Linked DNA regions of Mus musculus: region 1 is linked to region 2. A link is a contact called in public HiChIP or PLAC-seq data. All regions are on one chromosome and are shown on one strand. Each heading gives the region's core, a stretch centred on a gene start, on an enhancer-like site or on the middle of the called end of the contact. The rest is flanking DNA. Distances are from core to core; before and after follow the strand shown.

What was found. HiChIP or PLAC-seq counts read pairs in DNA pulled down with a chosen protein or histone mark.
Region 1: a BATF HiChIP or PLAC-seq map of CD8 T cells shows a contact between it and region 2, with 15 read pairs. The contact joins two enhancer-like sites. A contact is called at or near these places in 4 of 484 Hi-C or Micro-C datasets (Th1 cells, embryonic fibroblasts, liver and 1 more) and 6 of 115 datasets of contacts at active chromatin or transcription factors (CD8 T cells, effector CD8 T cells, fibro-adipogenic progenitors and 3 more).

What each region holds. Positions count from the first base shown.
Region 1 is chr15:59,797,860-59,802,832 of GRCm38.p6, forward strand. No RefSeq gene overlaps it. Among named protein-coding and RNA genes, the nearest start is that of Gm19510, 5.4 kb to the left of the region's middle. Within about 2 kb of position 1,817, at least 49 of the 459 cell types and tissues checked have an H3K27ac peak or open chromatin away from gene starts, as enhancers often do. A contact at or near this core is called in CD8 T cells, Th1 cells and pancreatic cancer cells, where this site is marked.
Region 2 is chr15:59,538,562-59,544,145 of GRCm38.p6, forward strand. The region is part of intron 4 of Nsmce2 (NSE2/MMS21 homolog, SMC5-SMC6 complex SUMO ligase); the gene reads left to right. Among named protein-coding and RNA genes, the nearest start is that of Gm36677, 77 kb to the right of the region's middle. Within about 2 kb of position 2,695, at least 54 of the 459 cell types and tissues checked have an H3K27ac peak or open chromatin away from gene starts, as enhancers often do. A contact at or near this core is called in CD8 T cells, Th1 cells and pancreatic cancer cells, where this site is marked.

The DNA of each region.
Region 1 (4,973 bases), core at 567-3,066, 260 kb after region 2:
GTGTTACAATGCTATAAAGAAAATACTGTTGTGGTTAATATTTTATGGGTTATAACACTGGAACATGACATATTACTAACTTTTCTTGTCGCTATGAGCAATTACCTCATAAGACGTAACATAAGAGTTGGAGGATTCCTTACGGTGGGGAAGTCACGGTGGGGGGAGAATTCCCATGGTGTTTACTCACATCTCTGGGTACCAGCGAACAGATATAGGACAGGAAGTGGAGCCAGACTATAAACAGAGGCATATTTCCTCCAGCTGGTCTCCACCTCCCCAAAGTTCCATACCTTCTTCTAACAGAGCTACCAATTAAGAACCAATTGTTTAAACACATGTTCGTGGGGGGTGGGGGGGTGGCGGGGCATTTTTCACCCAAACCCTAACTTATGTGGAAGCTAGTTAAACTCTCCAAAGTCACATGGCTAGAACATTTCACAGATAGGATTTGAACCTAAATCATCTGGTTTGCCACAGGGACCTAAATCTGGGACATAGGCAGAGGGTTTTGATCACCTCGATGTGGATGGAGGGTGACCTTGATTTTGCAGATGTGGTGAGCTGTGGAAGGACTTCATGTTCTCATAGTGGATAGTCTTGAGGTGGATTTCAATTGTACTGTGCAGAGGGAGAGAAGCTGTGGGGTTGGGGTGGGGACCAGTCCCTGGGTCCTGGTAGTAGAGGGATAGTTTCTTCCTTTATCAAATTTGTGACTAGAAGAAGACAATCAGTTGTTTGGTATTTTCCTCCCTTTCCTGGAAGTGCCAAGGCTGCATGAAGAGAAGCTTTCAGAAGCTCTGTGGGTGGCTAGGAACATCTGGCATGGAAGTTGCTAAGCAACTCCAGAGGCCTGCCTTCTGGTGAAGCCTGAGAACTGGCCTGGCCTCCTTGGCCAGTGAAGGACATGGCTTCCTTAAAACACTTGTATCCTGTGCCTTTCAGCATTCTCCTGGTCAGCCTTGGGTGACAGTGATGAGTGTGGACACATAGAATATTATCAAAGCAGACAGTATTTGCTGCAGGCTCTTTCTGGGGACCCTGGGACCAGCCATTGGACACTTGGACTTGGCATTTTGGATATTCCCAACCTGCTCTTTAATGAGTCTAATTTCGTGTGTGGGTGACAATGGGAACAGAAGTAAAGAGGGAAGCTGAGATGTACTGTAGGCTGAATTAACGAATTTCAAATTATATATTGAAGTAAGAATCCTTGTGGCTTCAGAATGTCCCTGTACTGGGGAACAGGCCCCTTAAAGAACTATGTAATGTTTACTGATATCATTGGGGTCGTAATGCTTACTGAGACTCTTGGGGAGGTATATTAATCCAAGAACTGGGCTCTTCATCAAAAGAGGGAACTTGAATCCAGACTTCCTATAGAAGAACACAGGAAGGAGCCAGCCATGAGGCAGCCCAGGAGAGTCAAAGCAAGCCTGCTTACACTCTGCTCTTGGACTTCAGCCTCCAGAATTACAAGAACATAGATCTTGGTTGCCTGAGTCATCCTGGTACAACATCTGCTTCTTCAGCTCTAGCAAGCTATTGGAAGGGGTCATCTCATTCACTGTGCCCCCCGGTCATGGCACTCCCATCTCCATGGGGTCAGTCTAGCCAAACAGGAAGGGATTTCTGGCTAGAGAGGGACTGGGTGTAGGTGACACTGGGCATGGGCCTACAGGGCTGTCATAGGCTAGATGGGTAAGCCTTGCCCTTAGGGAGCTTCTAATCCCATGGAGAGACAAGTACACTGTGAGCTAAGTACCTATGAGTCACTCAGTAATGAAACATTCACATGAGACAGCAAGAGAGGTGAGAGTCCATGGTCCAGGATGATGTCATAGAGGCTTGCTTCAAAGGCTCAGCCTTGGGGCCGACCTGTGCATAACAAGTGTGAGGTCCTGAGTTCAAATCCCACAAATCCTTATAAAAATCCAGGAATGGGTATGTGTGCCTGCAACCACAGGGACTAAAGCAGAGAACAATATAGAAAAGTACTTCATGTCCTTGTCTGGCTTCTGTGTATGCCTACACAAGCATGCACACTCACACACTGTGGTGTATATGCCCACCCCTGTAACATGTATCCCATACCTCTCTCTCTGTCTCTGAATCTGTCTCTGTCTCTGTCTCTCTCTCTCTCTCTCTGTCTCTCTCTCTCTCTCTCTCTCTGTCTCTCTGTCTCTCTGTCTCTCTGTCTCTCTCTCTCTCTCTCTCTCACACACACACACACACATACACACACACACACACACACACACACACACACACACACACACACGATGCAGAGAAACACAGGGTTTTCTCGGGCACTGCAATCAGACACTGGAGGAAAGAGTACCCAAGAGGAGGTGTGTACATGTGAAAATGCTCAGAGGCACTTACTATGATGTCGAAGACCAGGCCTGGAGCTGCATCAGACAGGCCACCACACACGTAGGCTGGGTTCGGGAACCTCAGAAAGAATACAATTTATCAGTCAGTGTGCTGGGCCAGTGATATCCTAGGCTAGTAGGGGGAACCATAGGCAGGTCACTCAGTTTTCTGGGATGTCAACACTCTCTGTTGCAAAAGTAGCAATGATCACAGCTCTTGCCTTGTAGGGGTGCTGTGAAGACTAGGTAGGTGTACTGGCTAGTTTTGTGTCAACTTGACACAGCTGGAGTTATCACAGAGAAAGGAGCTTCAGTTGAGGAAATGCCTCCATGAGATCCAACTGTAAGGCATTTTCTCAATTAGTGATCAAGGGGGAAAGGCCCCTTGTGGGTGGGACCATCTCAGGGCTGGTAGTCTTGGTTCTATAAGAAAGCAGGCTGAGCAAGCCAGGTGAGGCAAGCCAGTAAAGAACATCCCTCCATGGCCTCTGCATCAGCTCCTGCTTCCTGACCTGCTTGAGTTCCAGTCCTGGCTTCCTTGGTGATGAACAGCAGTATGGAAGTGTAAGCCGAATAAACCCTTTCCTCCCCAACTTGTTTCTTGGTCATGATGTTTGTGCAGGAATAGAAACCCTGACTACTAAGACAAATTGGTACCAGTGGAGTGGGGTATTCCTGTGACAACCTGACCATGTTTTGGGGAGGACTGTGGAAGGACTTTGGAACTTTGGGCTTGAAGATCCATCCATTGTTAAGACCTCTGTCGGATGTTGTGTAGGAGCTTGGAAGATAATGTTGAGAACACTGCAGAAGTTGGAGCTCTGGTGTGTGAAATTTCAGAGGGAAAATTAAAGACTCTTTTCAGGGCCATTCCTGTTTTGATTGTGAAGATTCTGTAGTTCTGGTTAGCTGGGGCTGAAGAATCAGCTGTGATTAACAAGATACCAGAACTACTAAAGCAAAAACTTTGCATTACTGGGACTATTGATGCTGGTTAGCTGGAGCTAAGAAATTAGCGGTGATTAAGAAGAGACCAGCATCATTGAGGTGACATCTTCTGGGAAGTATTTTCTGAAAGCACAGTGGCTGTGTTCCAGATATAGCCAAAGTTGTACCTTGTGCTGTGGCTGGACTTGGTAATGTGTAAGGGTCACCCAGGTGGTACTGGTTTTGAAGGCATGAAGGAGTTGAGCAGAGCAGCTGAGGCTTGGCACAGTGAGAGGCCATGGAAGGCCATTGGTGAAAGTGCAGCCTCAGTTGCAATTGATGGCCCAGGACTGAAGGGGTCATGCAGTGTTTTGGAGATGCCAGTACCATGAGATGACCACCAAGAGCAGCAGCAGCAGTGGAGTACAGGCATCTGGAGCCTAGAGGATGACTCGTGTGCTACAAAGGGCCTGGCTGGAGAAGTGACCCAAGCCCTTGGAGGAGCCCAGAAGATCGTGAGTTGGATCCCAGACATTGGACAGTTGGAGATTGACTTTTGCTTTTGATTGTGACTGTGCCCTGATATTTTCCCTCTTGAAGAAAGAAACTGTTTTAGTGGAGCCCACAGTTAAGAGACTTTTAATTGTAAAAAGACTTTGGATTTTAAAAGAGATGGATATTTTAAAGAGATTGAAATTTTAAGCATATGTAAAGACTGTGGGACTTTTAAAGTTATTTAGAATGGGGATGAATAAGATTGTAAGGGTTGAGGCTTACTAGTGATGTTTTTGTGTGTCAAGTTGACAAGGGGTCAATTGTACTGGCTAGTTTTGTGTCAACTTGACACAGCTGGAGTTATCACAGAGAAAGGAGCTTCAGTTGAGGAAATGCCTCCATGAGATCCAACTGTAAGGCATTTTCTCAATTAGTGATCAAGGGGGAAAGGCCCCTTGTGGGTGGGACCATCTCAGGGCTGGTAGTCTTGGTTCTATAAGAAAGCAGGCTGAGCAAGCCAGGTGAGGCAAGCCAGTAAAGAACATCCCTCCATGGCCTCTGCATCAGCTCCTGCTTCCTGACCTGCTTGAGTTCCAGTCCTGGCTTCCTTGGTGATGAACAGCAGTATGGAAGTGTAAGCCGAATAAACCCTTTCCTCCCCAACTTGTTTCTTGGTCATGATGTTTGTGCAGGAATAGAAACCCCGACTAAGACAGTAGGTAAAACCCTACAGTGTAGTTTGTCACGTGGTCGGACCTTCCCTGCTCATGCTTGGCTCCCTTGTCACAGCTACTCCTCCCCCCTCCTTGGTGTGGCTGAAACAACAACTTCATCAACTTCTCTTATGAGGCATGGAGAGGAGTCAGGTCAGCGAAGAAAGCCACTTGTCGCCAATTGAAATTGAGAACTGAGAGTCTAGAGGCTCCTGGCAAACGCACAAGAACTTGCCAGAAAACATTTGGTACAGGGTTCTGGGATGCCTGGTTCTCAACACAGAACCCTCTGAGGCTCTATAGGTTGCTCACACATGCACTGGGGAAGGAACCAAAAAGAGGACCTGAAAGAATGATGCATTTTTCTCAGTAAGAGTCCAAGGAGGTGACCAGGGAAAGGGATGCTATCTCAGGCTCCCAGGAGAAAGGTTGCTGCAGAGGTCACCTGTCTTGTGGATGCTGC
Region 2 (5,584 bases), core at 1,445-3,944:
TAACTTCACAGGAGACCAGTGGTCCTCACTGGCACAGAGAGAGCCTCACCAGTGCTAAGCTTCCTGTGTGCTGTGCATTCCTGACTGCATTCGGCACTGTTTGCTGAGGGCCTGCAGGGGACCAAGGAGAAAAGAGAAAGGAAGAGTGGCTATGGCTAGTTCCGCCCTTCTTAGTTTCTACCTCTGCCTTATCTGCTCCTCATCTTACTGTGGGCCTGTGGCTCGGCTGGGGAGTGGTTCCAAAGAATAACTAGGTTGATTGGCAGGAATTGAATTCTGCCACCCCAGAGTAACGGGAGGCAACAACCTCAGACCCTTAAGCTGGTTTAAGCCTTCGTGAGTTCTCTTTTGACACTTTTTGAAACACTGCTCTGGGTGAAGCAAGCACATTGTGGCTACTAAAGATCCTGGACGACTGGCTAACCCTGGCCCATGTGCCTTCAGGACTGTTACAGAGGAACTAGATAGGAATCATTGGTAGGTTAGTAGCAATTGTGGTTTGGTTCTGATTTTTAAAGTGACTAGCCCTCAAGTAACAGAAAAATAAAGGATGGCAAGTGCTTGTTGACTGGACCGTTTGCTAAGATCGTGCGAATAGCTGTGCATAGGCTCCGGGCTCATTTTTTCCATAGCCCTCTGACATGACAAGGTCAACCTTCAAGTGAGCTGTAATGAAACTTCGTGCATCCCAGCCGTATCCAGTGTGCCCTTAGCTTAACACTCATCTGTCTGTGACCTGACATAGTGAATGTAGTGGCTCCCTGCTCCCACAAGTCCTATGAGGAATGGTGGGGAGGAGGTATAGGAGTGGAGAGGGCTGTACAGCAAGAACTTGCCCACGTTAGGAAGCCAGCTGACAGGTTTGGCTGTGGCCGAGCTTATTTTCCATTGGATTCTGAGTTTCCTTGCAGCAGTTTTTACAGAAAGCTTTAAGCTCCTTGCCTTCATAGTCCCACACAGGAGGGGATGATGGCCGAGGAAAAGCGGATTCATTTGTTCCTGTAACAAAAGAATCAAATGTACTTCTGTGGAACAAAAATGCATTGGAAATTTTGCTTGTTGTTTTCTATTACAAAATTGAAATAAAAAAGGAATGTTACCTGTACTGATTTTCTTATTTCATATGGAAAATAAGAATATGTTGCCGGGCAGTGGTGGCACATGCCTTTAATCTCAGCACTTGGGAGGCAGAGGCAAGTGGATTTCTAAGTTCGAGGCCAGCCTGGTCTACAGAGTGAGTTCCAGGACAGCCAGGGCTACACAGAGAAACCCTGTCTCGAAAAAACAAACAAACAAAAACAACAACAACAACAAAAAAAAACTTTAAAAAAAAATGTGTGTGTGTGTGTGTGTGTGTATGTGTGTGTGTGTGTTTAGAGCCTGCGTATCTTATTTCCTTTCTGCAAGCATTGTTATCTACAGTCACTGGCTCAATGAACTTATCATTTTCCTGGACCACTGTTCTATAAGGGTTCTAAAATCAATCAATATCTCTCTCTCTCTCTCTCTCTCTCTCACACACACACACACACTATTAACAGCTGCTTGCTCCATTCTGACTTGTGTGCTTTCCAGCTAAGGTGAGTGTGTGCAGTGCCGTGACTAACGCTGCACTCCTCTCACAGATGCTGTCTAGAGGGGAGCTCTCAAGTCAGCAAAGCCCCGACCTTCCCTCACCCATTCCTCCCCACCACCAGACTCTCGTAGGAGCAATCCTTTCATCTGCCCCTAAGTGACCTCCTTGGGTAGACCATGCCCTGAGTCTGGCAGCTTAGTCTATTTCCTAGTAGAAACTCTTTTTCTCAGTTTAGGGAAATTTTATATTCGCTGTGTCTTGTTCATAAAAGTATTCCTTCCAGAGTGACACACGGTGAAAATGAGGGTGGGATGCCTTAATTAGGAGACTTCGTTGATTGCTTCCAATAAGTAAAGCAATTATGCCATGTATCGGAATATGAATGCAAATGCTTTGTAATATTAACCCTTGATGTGGAAGAAGTAGCCTGGCCTTTGAAGTCAGGTAATTGCAAAACTAATGCTGACTGGATGCCAGGCACTGTTGCAAGCTCCTTTATAAGTTGGTTCACTCACGCTTACCTCAGCCCTCTGAGAGTGTTCTATTAATATGCCCATTTCACAGATAGGAGGAAACCTGGGGTGGGATTAAGAAAGCTGTTGTGAGTGTGGGAACCAGCAGTTGAAATCAAGTGTTCTGTCTGAGTCCGAGCTTCCGATGCTACACTTCAGTCTCCAGGTAGCTCTAGGAGCTACCCTGTCCTCACGGTACTTTGCTCACCCATAAAACTGGGCAAGGCTCTTTGAAGAGTTAAAAGGAGAGCAAACATTGCTCTTGCAGAGGCTCTGGGTTTGGTTCCCGTTGTCAGACATCTCACTCTGTTGTCGCCTGTAACTCCTGCTTAGGGGATCCCCGCCTGCATACCCACACAGGGCTGTGCACAGAATTTAAGATAAATACATTGTTTCTTTCAAATGAATTAAATGGCTTACTATCAAGCATGACCGGGGATTCTTAATGGTGACTCTACACCTAACTCATTTGTGGGTTTCTTTTGTTTCTTGTTTTGGTTTAGACCCCACCCAGAGAACTCGTGATTCATTTCTATACCCCATGGTATGTGGTCTCTTATGACCAATGTAAGATCCCTGTCAGAATTACTTCAGAGTAAGCAGAGTGGCTTTTTAAATGACTCTTGTTGATGACTGTATACCTCATTTCAGTGTTAGTCAGCCAGGACTAAGACAGGACAATGGGAAAGGGCCAGCCTCATAACCTGTAACAGTTGTTCCTGAGATACGTAAGCTGCCGCCCTCGCCCCCTCGCTGCTGAAAGATAGCGTATTTTATAAATAACCGATGCAACTGAAAAGGAACAAATTGGTTCTCCCTCTGTTTGATAGCTCCTCTGTTGACACCCAGTGACCTATCTCAAAAGTAAACCTTTAAAAGACATAGAGTGTTGCCCACAAACATTTTACATTTTTAGGTCCATGAACAGTGGAGCTCAAAAGGGCTTAAATATTCTGACTGATACAGGCTTCTCATCACCAGGTCCCTTACTCAGAGAGGGGGAGGCACTTGTCAGCACACTGCTTTCCAAACGAGAAATGAGCTCCCCAAAAGAACAGTTGCCCCTGCAGTGTTTTATATAATGAGAGTTTGAGATAATTGCTGTGTTGATACTGAAGCACTTTTGATTTATAAAGCAAGCATTCATTTAAGAAAATGTCACATAACTTGAAAATTGTTATCTGAACATATGATTTTAGTTTTCTTTTGCAGGAACTGACTTACTTCAAGGCCATGCCATTTAGATCTCAGGCTAAGCCAAATCAAAGGTGACAAGGCACATTAATGACCTGAGAGGCTGGGCTATCTCACAGGGTGGCACTATCCCATTCGACAGTCATTTATTGAGTGCTTACAAGACACTGTGATTCACATGTTCAAAGGACACTGTCCCAACACTTAAGTACATGACAGAGGGAGGCAGTGACATTCAGCTGCTGTTAACGGTGGAGGAAAATATGAGTATGCAGGAGGGGCCCTGGACCGAGCCAGGAGTAGAACAGGGGAGGGGATAGGGCTGAGCTACAAAGCTTCCTGTAGGACGGACAGCTAGAGTGATTCCTAGAGGACAGGTTACTGTAGGTGGAAGAACCTTCCAGCTGGTCACTTGTGGACAGTGTAAACATCCTGCCTAACCAACATCACCTTGGCTACAGGGAAGGCCTGATGGTCATCTGATGGCTTCAGTCTTAGATGATCTACTGGCTTCAGTCTTAGATGACCTACTGGCTTAAGTCTTAGATGACCTACTGACTTCAGTCTTAGATGGCCTACTGGCATCAGGTCGTAACATTATTTGAACATTTTTAAAAGTCATTTTTGTCTCACAATGATTAGCTAGGCTCAGAAGCGCAAAGGAATAAGATATTTGGGACTTGCCTTTTTGCCTCTGGTTTGTGTCACCTACTCTCCTCCATTTACCACTTGACAGGGTTACATAGGAACAAGCAACACCCTCAGCAGTTAGGCCACTGGGAAAGAGAAGCCCGTGCCACCAGCCACAGTAAACCTTATCCCCAGTGTCACTGGAATTGATGCCACTCTGACCAGTGGATCCTGGTGACCATGTCAGTGCCCTTTAGCAGACTAACCTCTCTATACTTGGCTCTCTTCTCAAGATAAGGAATAATAATAGCTCCTTACTATACCACACTACCCTGTGGACATGGGGGTTGAGGCTGACACTGAATGAACTCACTCCTGGGGCAGCAAGAACAATTTGTTAGCTGTTAAGGGACAGAGTCCCAGTTCCTTTCATGTGAGACTAAGACACATACAAGGACTTCTGCAATCCAGAGCTCCATTTTCTGCAGATACTACTTTGTCATTCAAGCCAGTGTGTTCCTTTCATAGCCACTGCTAGTGTGCTATGTGCCAGACACTGTTCTCAGCACCTGGGATAGATAAACTCAGGAATCAGTCCACACAGAGTCTGAGCTGTGGTGTGGGAGTTAATCTGACACATTTCATAACTGGAGAGAGGGAGAAGGAAGGAAGGAAGGAAGGAAGGAAGGAAGGAAGGAAGGAAGGAAGGAAGAGGGAGGGAGAGAGGGAGTGAGGGAGAGAGGAGAGAGGGAGAGAGAGAGAAAGAGAGAGAGAGAGAGAACAGAGCTTACAAGGCCCAGATGCTACAAGCCCTACCAAGCCATTGTAGTAAAAACTGAGCAGAATGAACAACTACTAGTGACTATTGAGCTTGCAGGATATAGTAGGCACTGGGTTCTGTGTTTTATTTGAAATAAGCAGATGAAGCCTTTATGTAAAGCAGATGACACTGGCTCCAAGGGAGGCAATGGAGGAGTTTGCAAAGACAGGGCTCTCTGATTCTGAAATGCACCTTGGTAGAAGGGTGTGTGTGTGTGTGTGTGTGTGTGTGTATCACAAGATTGGGAATAACAAGATTAATTTTGGGCTGCACTTGGCCTCCATGTAACCCCCTTCCTTGTTCAGGAACTGGGGAGCAATTTTGGTATCTGTGCTTCCAGAAGGACTAGACCAAAGAATCCAGCCTCATAATGCTCACTCCTTGGGTGTTTTTCCTGGAGCACTAAGCAGGTTCACGGTCCAAGGTACAGCTTCCCTGCCCATTTTTAAAGACCCCAGCATTTCTGAGTGCTTGTTACAGACAGAGGAAAAAAACTAAACTACAGAAAACTCAGTTTCCTGTTCTTGGTTATGACCAGAAAATGAGGTGGCTTTCAGAGCAGCATCAGTGACCCGTGAACCTGCACTTTAGATGTGACTCACAGTAGTAGCCTGTGGAAACTGGCAGACTCCTTGTTCTACAAGATGTTATTCTGAGCCAAGTAAACACCCCCAAAGTCAAGATGCTTGTTTAAGACCAAACCTCAAGGTAGAATGTGAAGGACGGGCAGAAGGCTTATTGAAATACGTCAGCTTATTTTGCAGGACAAAATGAAAACCTGCCAGACACTCTTAATTCATACATTACTGATTTGAAATTCATGAAACCATTGAAGGGGCTGTGTAATAATAA